2 separate regions of the Sus scrofa genome follow, and region 2 is linked to region 1. The links are chromatin contacts, called in public Hi-C maps. All regions are on one chromosome and are shown on one strand. Each heading gives the region's core, a stretch centred on a gene start, on an enhancer-like site or on the middle of the called end of the contact. The rest is flanking DNA. Distances are from core to core; before and after follow the strand shown. Region 1 overlaps CMIP (C-Maf-inducing protein). Region 2 holds the start of CMIP (C-Maf-inducing protein).

Region 1 (5,555 bases), core at 1,942-4,441:
CGAGGTCTGCTCTGAGCCCAGAGAGATGCTGCCTAAAACTTGTTTCACAAGTGGCCACTGGATCGCTTAACAACATTGGGGCCAAGAGGCATGCAGTTGGGCCTCTGTGGAGAGTTGAACTCCTCAACCCGAGTGTTCACATCCCTGCGGAAGTCCCATCCTTTACTGTCATCTCGGAGGACACCAGAGCCACGCCCGCCTGTCTCTTTTCTCGTCTCTCACACTCTACTTCACCGGCTCTCGCCTTTGCCAGCCTCACCTCCCGCCAGCAGAGCTTCTCATCCTCTGTCCTGCCCACCTGTGGCTACTGCTCTTGCTGGGAAGACCGTGGTCCCTCCCGGCCCCCTTGGGCCGGAAGGGGGGAGCAGCAGTGGGAAATAGGGAGGGAGGGGCAGCAATATAGGATTCCTTGGAAACAGGCTGAGACCATCCCCCTTGAATCACAGAGCACTGCCTGGCCAGTCCATCCCTGTGCTGGGGGTGGGGAGGTGACTAAGCCCCTGGGTCTCATCCTTAAAGAGCTGCTGGGCCCCCTGGGGAGACAGAGCCGTAAACAAATGACTGCGGAGGGAGCAGCTGAAGCAGAGGCGTGTCCCCGAGGACTGGGCGCCCAGAGCAGGGAGTGACTCATGTGGTCTGGGGGCACCAGAGGAGGCTCCCCTGGCGATTTTAGAGCTGGGTGCGGAGGGATGAGTAGGAGTGTGCCGGGAGCAGGGAGCAGGGCAAGGGGGTGCACAGCATGAATGTGGGGGAGGCAGTGTTGTGTGCCCTGCCCTGGAAGAGAGGGGGACGCGGGGGCGGGTCCCTGCAGGTGTGTCCGGAGCCAGATCATGCAGGTCCTATCAGCTGAGTGAAGAAGCCACAGCAGTTTTCTGAGGGCCATGGGGAGCCATTGAAAACTCCTGAGGGGTAGAGGGGACCGCAGGGGGATCGCCCTGGTTGTGGGGCGCTGGATCTGTGAGTGGAACAGCTCCCTGGGTGCAGCAATCGCTCCACCAGCAGCGGCTTCTGGCGCTGGAGGGTCACTGTACCCCCGAGGAAGGTCTGGGCATCACCTGCCCCGGGGAGGGCAGTGAGGCTTGGAGGATGTAGGTCACTGGTCAGCACCAGAATGTCCCTTTAATGCAGGCCGTGGCCGCGGGCCGGCGCTGCTGACTTGCCTGGCCTCGAGTCAGAGCTCCCCCTGCCGTGCTGATGGGCGGCTAGGCCTGCAGCTGCTCCAGGCCCCCCCTCGCTGCCCCCTGCTCCCGTGGAGCCAGAGGCTGGAGCAGGATCGCAGGAGGAGGGGGAGGAGGAGGAGGCTGGCGGCTCCTGGGATTCAGAGCGGGACTCGGAGCCGGGTGAGAAGCAGACGCAGCCTTTGCCCGTCGCCCAGGGAGGCCCAGGTGGGTGCAGCTCTGCCTCTGCCCCTGCCCCTCGGTCTCTCCCTCGCTGACACTGTCACCACTTTACCTTGCTTCCTTCTTGTTGTCACCCTCCTCCCTCCTGTGATTCATGGGCGGCGTGTGGCCTTCTTGTTATATAAGCAGGTTCCAAATCATCCGAGAGATGGGCTGTGGGCTGGGAGGTCCGCATGGTTATGGGGGGGCCTGGGGGCGCATGGGGCCCAGGGTGGTGCCCTCAGGTGCCAGGCAGGGCGCCCCTTAAGCGCTGTGATGATGGTCAGCTGGCTTGTCCTGATTCACGTGACAGGCCCCAGAGCCGTCCTCCCTTGGAGGGGAGGCGCGGAGGGTGAGGACAGAGGCAGCCAGGTGTGCTCGGAGGGCAAGGCTGATGGAGCTGCCCCCCACCTTCTCCATCAGTAGAGGATGAGGGTGCCTTGAACTGTGCTGCAGCCAAGAGCCACGTAGGGTTGTTTGCATTCAAATTTATTGACTCAAGAGGGCAGTTTCTCGGTCCCCTGGCCCTGTTCCGAGTGTTCAGTAGCCAGGTGTAGACAGTGGCTACGGTTGTGGCCAGTGCAGGTAGAGAGCGTTTCCATCACACACAGGATGTGACCCCAGGGCTGTTCGCTTTGACCCTAAGCTCCGGACACCGCCTCCCACCCCACCCCCCAACGGGAAATAGCCTCAGGATACAGGGGCGGCTGTAGGACTCCAGCATCCCTGAGTGGGTTCCGTCCTGCTGCGCCTGGTGTGGCTGTGCTGGCCGTAGGGTGCTGTCGGGGCGCGGGGATCTGCCCGGCCTCTCTGTCTCTCTCAGCTTCCCCGTCCCCACGTGAGTCTCTTTGCGTGTCTCTCCCTGCCGCGCTCTCTCCACCCCTCCCCTCTGCCCTCTCTCCGTCTCCTGAGACGCGCGGCCCGTCTCCTGTCCTGTAGTTTGTTTTCTCTGCCGTCTTTCCAGGCCTCTCTCCACCCGAGCGCGTTCCTCTGTGTTTCCTGACTCAGTTCTCCCCTCTCTCCTCTCCTGTCCCCCCGCCCCCGCCCCTCTCCCAGCTGCCTGGTGAGAGTTTGAGTCCATTCTTCCCCCAGACCCCCGGGGAGCTAACCTGCCTGCATCACCAGCAGGTTAAGAAATGCTCTCGGGCAGTCGTGCCCCCTCTCTTGCCCGAGACACCGAGCAACACGCCAGCAGGTCCCGTCGCCAGACAACGGCGCCAGCCCTCCAGCCTGGGTCCAGTGGGTGTGTGTCTCGATGCTTTGTGTATTTCGGTGTGAGCTCCCTAATGCCGTGTTTTTAGAGCCCTGGGTGCAGAAAGGACCTGTGTATCTTCTTTCTTCCCTGAATGCCCTTTCTGCTGGCCCTTGGCTCTGAGGAGTAGCGCCGCAAGTGCAGAAACGTGTGGCAGAAGCACCGGGGTGCTCCTTGCCAGCCCGCGCGGGTGGGGGCTGCCCAGCGGGATTAAGAGCCGCGCGTTCGGTGGCGGGTCCTCTTCCAGGGATCTCTGCCTCCTACGTGGGTTTCCCCCTCTTCGTAAGAGGTGGACGGAGTCCACTGCTTGTAAAACAAGGGTCCGGGCGGGTCGAGATCAAGGGCTCCCTCCTTTCCCCGGAGGCGCTGCTGCGGCCACTTCCTGCAGTGACTTCTGAGGCCCGCTCTCCTTGCCGTTCCCAGAAGCCCTGGGGAGGCCAGGCAACTGTTTACCCCAAACGCTGGCGGGGGTGGGGGCGGCGGGGCAGGGACAGGGCGGGTTCCCTTCTTACTGGAAGCCGGAGAGAAAGACCTTTCCGGCCTGTAAAGCACGTGCTGTTTTTTCCCTAAGAAGCTGGGCGGGAAGGAGAACCTGGGAACAGTCACCCACGGGGCACCCTCAGCTGTTTTTCTCACCTCTCGAGACAATACAACAATGAGGGAGAACTTGGCAACTTTCGAAGAGGAAATTAGGCGGAATTTGCCTGGAACGAGGCCCTTTGAGTATTCGAAAGATTTATCACCAGGAGAAGTCCTGCCGCCTGGGCAGGCCTGCCCACTTCCAGGGGCTCTCTTGCCCAGGCTCCCTCAAGTGACCCCCAGGACTTGGAGCCAGGCCCTGAGTCCCGTGGGCCCGGGTCATCCAGGCTCAGCCATCACACGTCAGGGTAGTGACACTGCAGAAACCCACTCTGTCCCCGGGCCCGCTCCCCTCTCCCTTTCCTGGGAAGCCACTGAGAGATGCCTGGGGTTCTAGAGGTCCCCCTGCCCCCATGGCCTCTGTCCTTCTGAACTAGATTAGAAACTAGAGGAAGGAGCTGGACGGCCCACGCTTGTCACAGCCTCTCTGGCTTCGACAGGGGACATGTCTGTGAGGGGGCAGTGGCCACACCGAAGGTCACCCCCCTCTTCTGGAGGAAAGTTCTGGCCCACCCTCTGGTTCGAGGGGTGGGGCCTCCTGGTGATCGGAACTGGCACCAGGAGGCCCCACCCCTCCACCCGCATGATGCTTTCAGATTTCCCAGCCCAGTTCCTGGGAACCCAGCGGTAGGGAAGACAGGCTGTAGGGAGAGAGCAGGCTGTGCAGCCTTGGACAGCTGGGATCCCCTCTCTGGGCTTAAGATTGATCTGTAAACTGGACCCGTGATACCTGTCTCCCTGGGTGTTGCAAAGATCAGCAAGATTGCATGTAAAATCCTCAACACTTAGCACAAGAGGTGTTCGGGAAAGATCTGCCCAGACTGCTTCTAGGGCCCTCGTCAAATACGGCGCAGGGAAGAGAGGGCGTCAAGGCTGACTAGTTCTTTGAAGTTCACTGTGTGTGAAATGTTCTCAGTGAACAGAATAGGTATACTGACGCTTCATTCCCCCTGCTGTCCACTCCCTGCCCACCCATTTATCCACCAGTCTGTTCACCATCTGTCCATCATTCCACCCATCCCTCTGTCCATCCACCTTTCCATTTATCCATGTATCCATCCCATTAGTCAGTCAGGCAGTCAGTCAACAAACATTTATCTGAGTTTTATGGACACAGTGGTGAATAAGTCAGACATGCTTGGTCCCCAACCTCACAGAGCCCACGGGCTGGAGAGGAGGAAGACCAGTGATTACAGGACAGTGTCATCTGTTCGATGAGGTATCGTCACCTGACGTGGTGATGGGGGGCGGGGGCAGGCACCACTAAGACACCGGCATGTCGGGTGAGACCCAAAAGGCAGATGGTTGAGGGAGCGAGGGGCTGGAGGCAGTGCGTTCCTGCTGGGAGGGACCCGCCATGGGAAAAAGGGACAGGAAGCAGAGCGTGCCAGCTCGTTCTAGGCTGCGGTAACACAGCCCCACATTCTAAGTGGCTTGGAACAGCATGGGACTGTTTCCCACTCGGAGTGCGTGTCCATCCTGGGTCAGCTGGGAGCATGCACCATCTGGATGTTTCTGGTCAGCAGGCTGGGGGAAGGGACCCTACTAAATAGCGCACGGGCTCTTCAGGGCTTCCACCGGAGGCGACACCAGGCACCTGGCCGAGTGTTCCTGCCATGTGCCCGAAGGAGAGCTGCAAGCGTTGGGGAAGCACTCGGATGAGACCGCAGCAAGCTGGCCTCTGAGTTTCCTCATCAGAGACACAGCAGAAGAGACATTGGCTTAGAGTTGGGTCTTAACCTGTGGTCCATGCGTATTCTGAAACTGCCTGCACAGTTGCGTGTGTGTGTGTGTGTGTGTGTGTGTGTGTAGCGAGTGTGCAAATGTGTATGTTACTTGGGTACAAGTCCATCGCTTGTTTAAATCCCCCAAAGACTGAGAACCCTGGGTTAGGTGATACCTGAAAGCCCATTGAGCCTCTGAATCGAAGAGCCATTTGTTGTAGTGGCTGCACGTGGCCGAGGCTCCAAAGTGGAGCTGGCCCAGGGTTGGGGGACAGGGACTGTGGCCACCTCCCCTCCCAGCTGTGCTGGGGGAGGAATGAGCCACAGGTGGGTGGGAGGCCTTCAGTGTCTCTGCCTCCCAGGGCTGGGGGCGAGGTGGGGCCAGCAGCTCATGCTTTGCCTCACCTGTAATTAATTCACTCCTCAAGGAGTTCCCATCATGGCTCAGTGGTTAACGAATCCAACTAGGAACGTGAGGTTGCAGGTTCGATCCCTGGCCTTGCTGTGTAGGCCGGTGACTGTAGCTCCAACTCGACCCCTAGCCTGGGAACCTCCGTATGC
Region 2 (5,555 bases), core at 1,242-3,741, 150 kb before region 1:
TGCACAGGCTGAGGGTCCGCCCACTTCTCTGCCGTTGTATGTGCCATCCCCTCTTCCAGGAACGCCTTTCGCCTTCTTTGTCCAACTCCCCAAGACCCGTTGGAGTCAGGACATGTCCCCAAGTGCTGCAGCCAGGCTGGGGTAGGCACATGCTCTCTGTTCCTGCAGTCCCAAACACAGCATGGTCATTGTCTTTACAGTGTCTTAGACTCTGAGCTCTGTACCTGGGCTCAATCCTGACCAGCTAAGCGAGCCTGGCAGCCTCTCTACACGCTCACCTGCAAGAGAGGAGGATGATGGCACCTGTGTCACAAGGTTGTTGTGAGAAGGAAAAGAAGTGTGTGCGTGTGTGCACCACTCAGCACACAGGGAGTACTTACAAGGCTGGGAAGTGCAACTGGCCAACAGCAGGAGCCCGATAAAGGTTTGAACAACTGACTGAACTCCTTAATGGCGTGGCCTGGGGGTCTTGATGACAACCCCCCACAGCCACATCTGTGTCACGAGGTGGGGGCTCGGGCTTGACTCTTTCTTTTTTCTTTTTTGCTTTTTAGGGACCCATGCAAGGAATATGGAAGTTCTCAGGCTAGGGGTTGAATGGGAGCTGTAGCTGTCAACCCACGCCACAGCCACAGCAACATAGGATCTGAGCTGTGTCTGTGACCTACACCACAACTCATGGCAATGCCGGATCCTTAACCCACTGAGAGAGGCTAGGGCTCGAACCTGCAACCTCAGGGTTACTAGTTGGATTCATTTCTGCTGCGCCAGAATGGGAACTCCCGGACTTGACTCCTTCTTGCTTGATGGTTTTTTTCCCAAGCCATTGAGATTCAGAACTTAAAGAACAGAATTCACCAGCAGGTTGTAGGGAGTCAGCAAATTCACCATTTTCTCACCTAATGGTGCCCCCCCAGTGCTCAGGAGGAGACAAGAGCTCTGCCCATCTCCTGGGCAGACTGGAGGTGAGTCTTATCTGGTGAGGGATGTATGCTGGGCCTGCCTTCCACTGGGGAACCAACTGGGGCCAGGCTCAGGAGAGAGACTTCTGGGGAGCCCTCATGTGTCTACACAATCGCCACTGTAGGGCTGCCATGGACTAACTTCAGCACTCACGATGCAAGTGAACGCATGCTCACACTCTCACATGTCCACTGTAGAGGCACCTTCACTTAACAGAAAGGCACAGATCTGGGGGCTTGAATGGTATGAACTGCAGACGTGTGCTGGCTGCGCTAAAGCCCCACCTGGGAGCTGAGACCTGGCTGGGTGGCTTCAGGTGCCATTCCTGATGGCAGAAAGGCAACATTTTTTGTTTCACAGCTGGAGTTCCCCAGTGACACCATGCATCAGTCCCCAAAGGTGCTTCCAATATGATTCTCTTACACTTCTGCACAGGGCCTGGGGGTACAGAAATGAATGACCTGGTCCTGGCCTGCGGGCAGAGGTAAAGAAGCTGGAGTTGCCGGGGTGCAGGTGGGTGGGGAGCGGGTACCTCTGGGGAGGGATTTTTTTCCCCCCCGCTAGGTTCCTATTAGGAACTAATCAGAATCCAGCAGCAGAAGGCAGGAGGGGTGCTGGGGAGCCTGTCCCCTCCACCCTGGGTGGCTTCAGGACCCCAAGGGCCAAGGGCAGGAGGACATCTGTAAATGATCAGGAAGCCTGCAGAGTCCCACAGGCTGAGCCAGGGCAGTGTGGCTCATTATCTGGATAACTGATGGGACATTTTCAATTCGAGGAAACATCTCTGTCTTGTGGCGCCATCTGGCCAGTCAGGTGAACAGCCTGAGCTGAAGGGGGAGTGGGTGCAGAGGTCAAGCCGTCCTGCCCACACCCCTCCCTCCCGGCCGGGTCCCTCGGGGTTGCACCTGGCCGCACCTCCGCCATCCGCGTGGACAGGTTTCGGGACGCTGGCCTTTCGAATCCCGGCCGGCCGCGGCGAGTCCCTGGATCCGTCCGGCCCGCGGGCCGCGGGGCTCGGCACCCGCCTGGGCACCGGCGGGGGCGCGGCTGGGCGTGACGTCACGCGCCCCGCCCCCGCGGCCCCCGCCCACTCCCCAGGTTCCGGGCAGGGCGGTTCGGTGCCTGCCGGGGCTCGCCCGCCCCAGCCCCCTCCCCGGGGGCCGCCCCCTCTCGTCGGGCCGCGCCTCGGCCCCTCGCGTCCCCGCCCGGCGGCGGACTCCGCCTGCTAGAGGCCGAAGCCGCGGCGGCCGCCGCCGTTGCCGCCATTGACGTCAGAGGGGCGGGCACATGACCCCGCGGGGACCAATCGCGCGGGCGCCGAGCGGCTTCTGCAATCTCTCAACTGAGCCGGCCCCCGCGGCCCCCGCCGCACACTCGCCCGCGGACGGCCGCCCAGACACACGTACTGTACACACGAGCGGGCGGCGGGGCCGAGACACGCCCGCCCGCGCGGCCCCCGCTCGCCGCCGCCGCCGCCGCCGCCGCCGGGCCCCCGGCCCCCCTCGGCCCCCCCGGCCCCCCGGCGCTGCCCCGCGTCCCCGCCCGCCCGTCCGCCGAGCCGGTCCGGCCGCCGCGAGCATGCACCCGACGAGCTAGGAGGAAGCCGGAGGAGCCCCGCAGGAAGGACCGAGCGCCGGCTGCCCGCCCGCCCGCCCGGGCCCCTCCCCTGCGGGGCGCCCCCAGCCCCACACCCCCCCACCTTCCTGGGGGGTGGGGGGGTGCGGGCCGCCGACCGCCCGGGACAGCCCGTCTCCCCGCCCCCGGCCCCCTCCCCGGCCCGGCAGGCCATGGATCTGACCAGCAGCTCGGGCGGCGGCGATCCTCGGCAGATTGAGGAGACCAAGCCGCTGCTGGGGGGCGACGTGCCGGCCCCCGAGGGCACGAAGATGGGCGCCGTGCCCTGCCGCCGGGCCCTTCTGCTGTGCAACGGGATGAGGTACAAACTGCTGCAGGAGGGCGACATCCAGGTCTGTGTCATCCGGCACCCGCGGACCTTTCTCAGCAAGATCCTCACCTCGAAATTCCTGAGGCGCTGGGAGCCGCACCACCTAACGCTGGCCGACAACAGCCTGGCGTCCGCCACGGTGAGTCGCTCTGCGCGGCGGCGCGCCTGCACCCCCGCACCTCCCCTCGGGGCCCGGGAGGCGCCCCCTCCCACCGGCTGCCCCCAGCCTGCCGCTGCACCTGGAGCCCGGGGCCTGCGGGGCGCCGGGGGTCGCCGTGGGGGGAGAGGCGGGGAGAACCGGGCGCCCCCCTCCGGGCCTGGGTTCCGGGCTGGATTGTGGAATCCGAAGTTCTGCCCAGCCGGCGGGCTCGGGGAGACCCTTCTAATTCTGGAGACGATCTGGCCCACCCCAGGCTGAACATTTGGGGACCTCCGGGCCCAGCGCTTGTGTTAATTACGGATGGGACCTTGGGACAGATCCGAAGCAGGGCCCTGAGGGTGGTGGGGGTTCCCTTTCTGAAAGCCCATCTGGATCTGCGCCCGAGGGGAAAACAAAACAACTCAAAAAAAAAAAAAAAAAAAAAGAGGAAAAAACCCAACAACCTCAAAACCCCAAAACCCAAAGAATTTCCAGAAGCCAGTTCCTTTCTTTGCTCTACCCGTCTTTTTCCTGCCCGGGCTGGCAGGCAAAACTGGGTGCTTCCCTTTCCGAAAAAAATTTCATTCGCCCATGGGGGGGGGAGGGGGCAGGGGTCCTGCGCTGTCTCCTCCCCATGGAGGGCCAGGGCGGTCAAGTTCTCTGTGCGGAAGCTGGCCTGTGGGGCTCAGGTCTTGCATTGTCTGTGAAGTGTTGTATACGTGTGTTTTGTTGCTGGCGGTTTTGTGTTGTTATTGCTATTGTTTTTAAGTATATGGCTGGGATTGGGTCAGCCGGAGGAGAGGGACAGAAGTCATTGATCTGTTTCTGAAACAGAAAATCTGCAAGGTGGAGAGCTGGGCTGTGGTGGGGTCGCAGCGGGGGAGGGTGGCGGGCAGGAGCCTGAACAGGATGCTTTGTGTTTTGAAACAAGGACAGTTGAAAGCACCAGCTCTGCTTGGGCCCAAGCCTTGCCGAGGGGGTCCTGTCCTCCTCGGAGGGGTGGCAGGTCTTCTCCAGGATGCACACTCCCCCCTCGGGCGACCGTGATCCTGTTTACTAAGCACAGTGGGGCAGGGGGTGGGGGGGAGGCGAATCCAACGCCTGCCCACACCTGTGCCAAGAAAACCCAGCCAGGAAACAGGGTGTCGCTTACATGGCATGTCACAAACGTGTAGCGTGTGCAGACATTTCCCCGGCATCCATGTTCCCTTGGCAGTGTGTCACAGGCCGTGACACATGCTCCAAGGAATGGGGAGGGGGGAAAAGTTAGCCGAAGAAAGCATACTCCTCGAAACAGCTCCCCCCCTCCCGAGAGCATTGAAGCACACGAGGACTTTTATTCTGAATTTTGAGTCCGACGTGCTCAGAACACCTATTTTTCTTTCCTGTGGGCACGTTGGTGCAGTCTGCAAAGACCGCTCTCTCGGGAAGGCTCGCTGGTTGCCATGAAGCGGTCCAGTCCCGGTTTCGGGCTCGTGCATGTTCTGAAGCCCATCCTGAGCCACAGGCCTTGGCATTCGGCTTTTCATTTGATGGAAGGAGAGCCTCGGAAAATTCGCCAGCACGCAGTGTTTCAGACCCGGGGATGAACTGTGTCCCCAGTAGTTCCCTGCCTGGGTCGACAGCCTCCATAGCTGGCTTCAGGATTTTTCCTGGCTGGGCAGTGGTGGTGGTAGTGGGGGGGCTTTCTTCTTCTTTCTGCCACCCCTCAAGATGAAGGGGAGATGGGGGGAGGGGGAAGAAAATGGTTGAGAGGCACCGTGACCTCCCTGGGAAGGACAGGCGGGCTCTCTCGGTGCTCCCCTGGGAGAAGCCGAGGCTGTGCTCCAGCCCATGGTTGGGGGAAGCCAGCTCGGGAGGCTCAAGCTCCCCCCCCCCGGTTTACCTCTGGTTGCTCAAGAGCTACCTACATGGGGGGCGGGGGGAGAAAGACTGAGGCCCTGCGCCAGCTCCTTAAGCAGCCAGGGGCCCCTGCACCACCTTCCCAGCTGAGGTGGGTGGCACCTTTGGAGCTTTGGCCTCACGGGAGAGGAGCTGTGATTTTCTGGGCTGGGGATCAAGGGCCATCCGTGGAACAAGATTGTGTCGGCAGAGCCTTGCTCTGGCGTTGGTTGGGAAATGTGGAAGGAGGAACTACGAGCAAGTGTCCGCTGGGCTGGCACAGGCCCCTTCCGCTGCCTGCTGTGGGCAACCCCCGTGGGCTGGGCACAGGGGATGGGGGGGGTCTTTCAATCCCGCCGTGGGGGGCTCTGGTGGGGCGCCAGGTTCCCCATGCTGGGGGCCTGTGAACCTGGAAGGGGGCTGCTGAGATGGGCCCAGCCCAGGCTGTGGCCCTGCGAGGTGGGGCTGGCACTGCCACTGGGGACCTTGCCCGGTCAGGAGACACCTGGTTGTTGGCGTCCAGGCCCCGGGGGAAGCAGAGCAGCCCCCTGAGGGGTTTCCCTGAGGCCTGAGCATTATGTAATCTGTCTGCGCTTTAGAGCGTGGCCCAACCCAAGCACTCGATTG

The links. Hi-C and Micro-C count contacts between places; a contact is called where the count stands out from the background.
Region 2: a Hi-C map of retroperitoneal adipose tissue shows a contact between it and region 1, with 1.8 times the contacts expected there. The contact joins the promoter of CMIP here to the enhancer-like site in region 1. A contact is called at or near these places in 5 of 47 Hi-C or Micro-C datasets (heart right ventricle, liver, retroperitoneal adipose tissue and 2 more) and 1 of 2 datasets of contacts at active chromatin or transcription factors (skeletal muscle).

Annotation. Positions count from the first base shown.
Region 1 is chr6:6,734,352-6,739,906 of Sscrofa11.1, reverse strand. All of the region lies in intron 2 of CMIP (C-Maf-inducing protein), which reads left to right. Among named protein-coding and RNA genes, the nearest start is that of PLCG2, 130 kb to the right of the region's middle. Within about 2 kb of position 3,191, at least 14 of the 83 cell types and tissues checked have an H3K27ac peak or open chromatin away from gene starts, as enhancers often do. A contact at or near this core is called in liver, retroperitoneal adipose tissue, skeletal muscle and 1 more, where this site is marked.
Region 2 is chr6:6,878,810-6,884,364 of Sscrofa11.1, reverse strand. CMIP (C-Maf-inducing protein) reads left to right here and starts at 2,491. Exons shown (of 21, transcript XM_021093761.1): 1 at 2,491-3,047. The coding sequence starts at 2,751.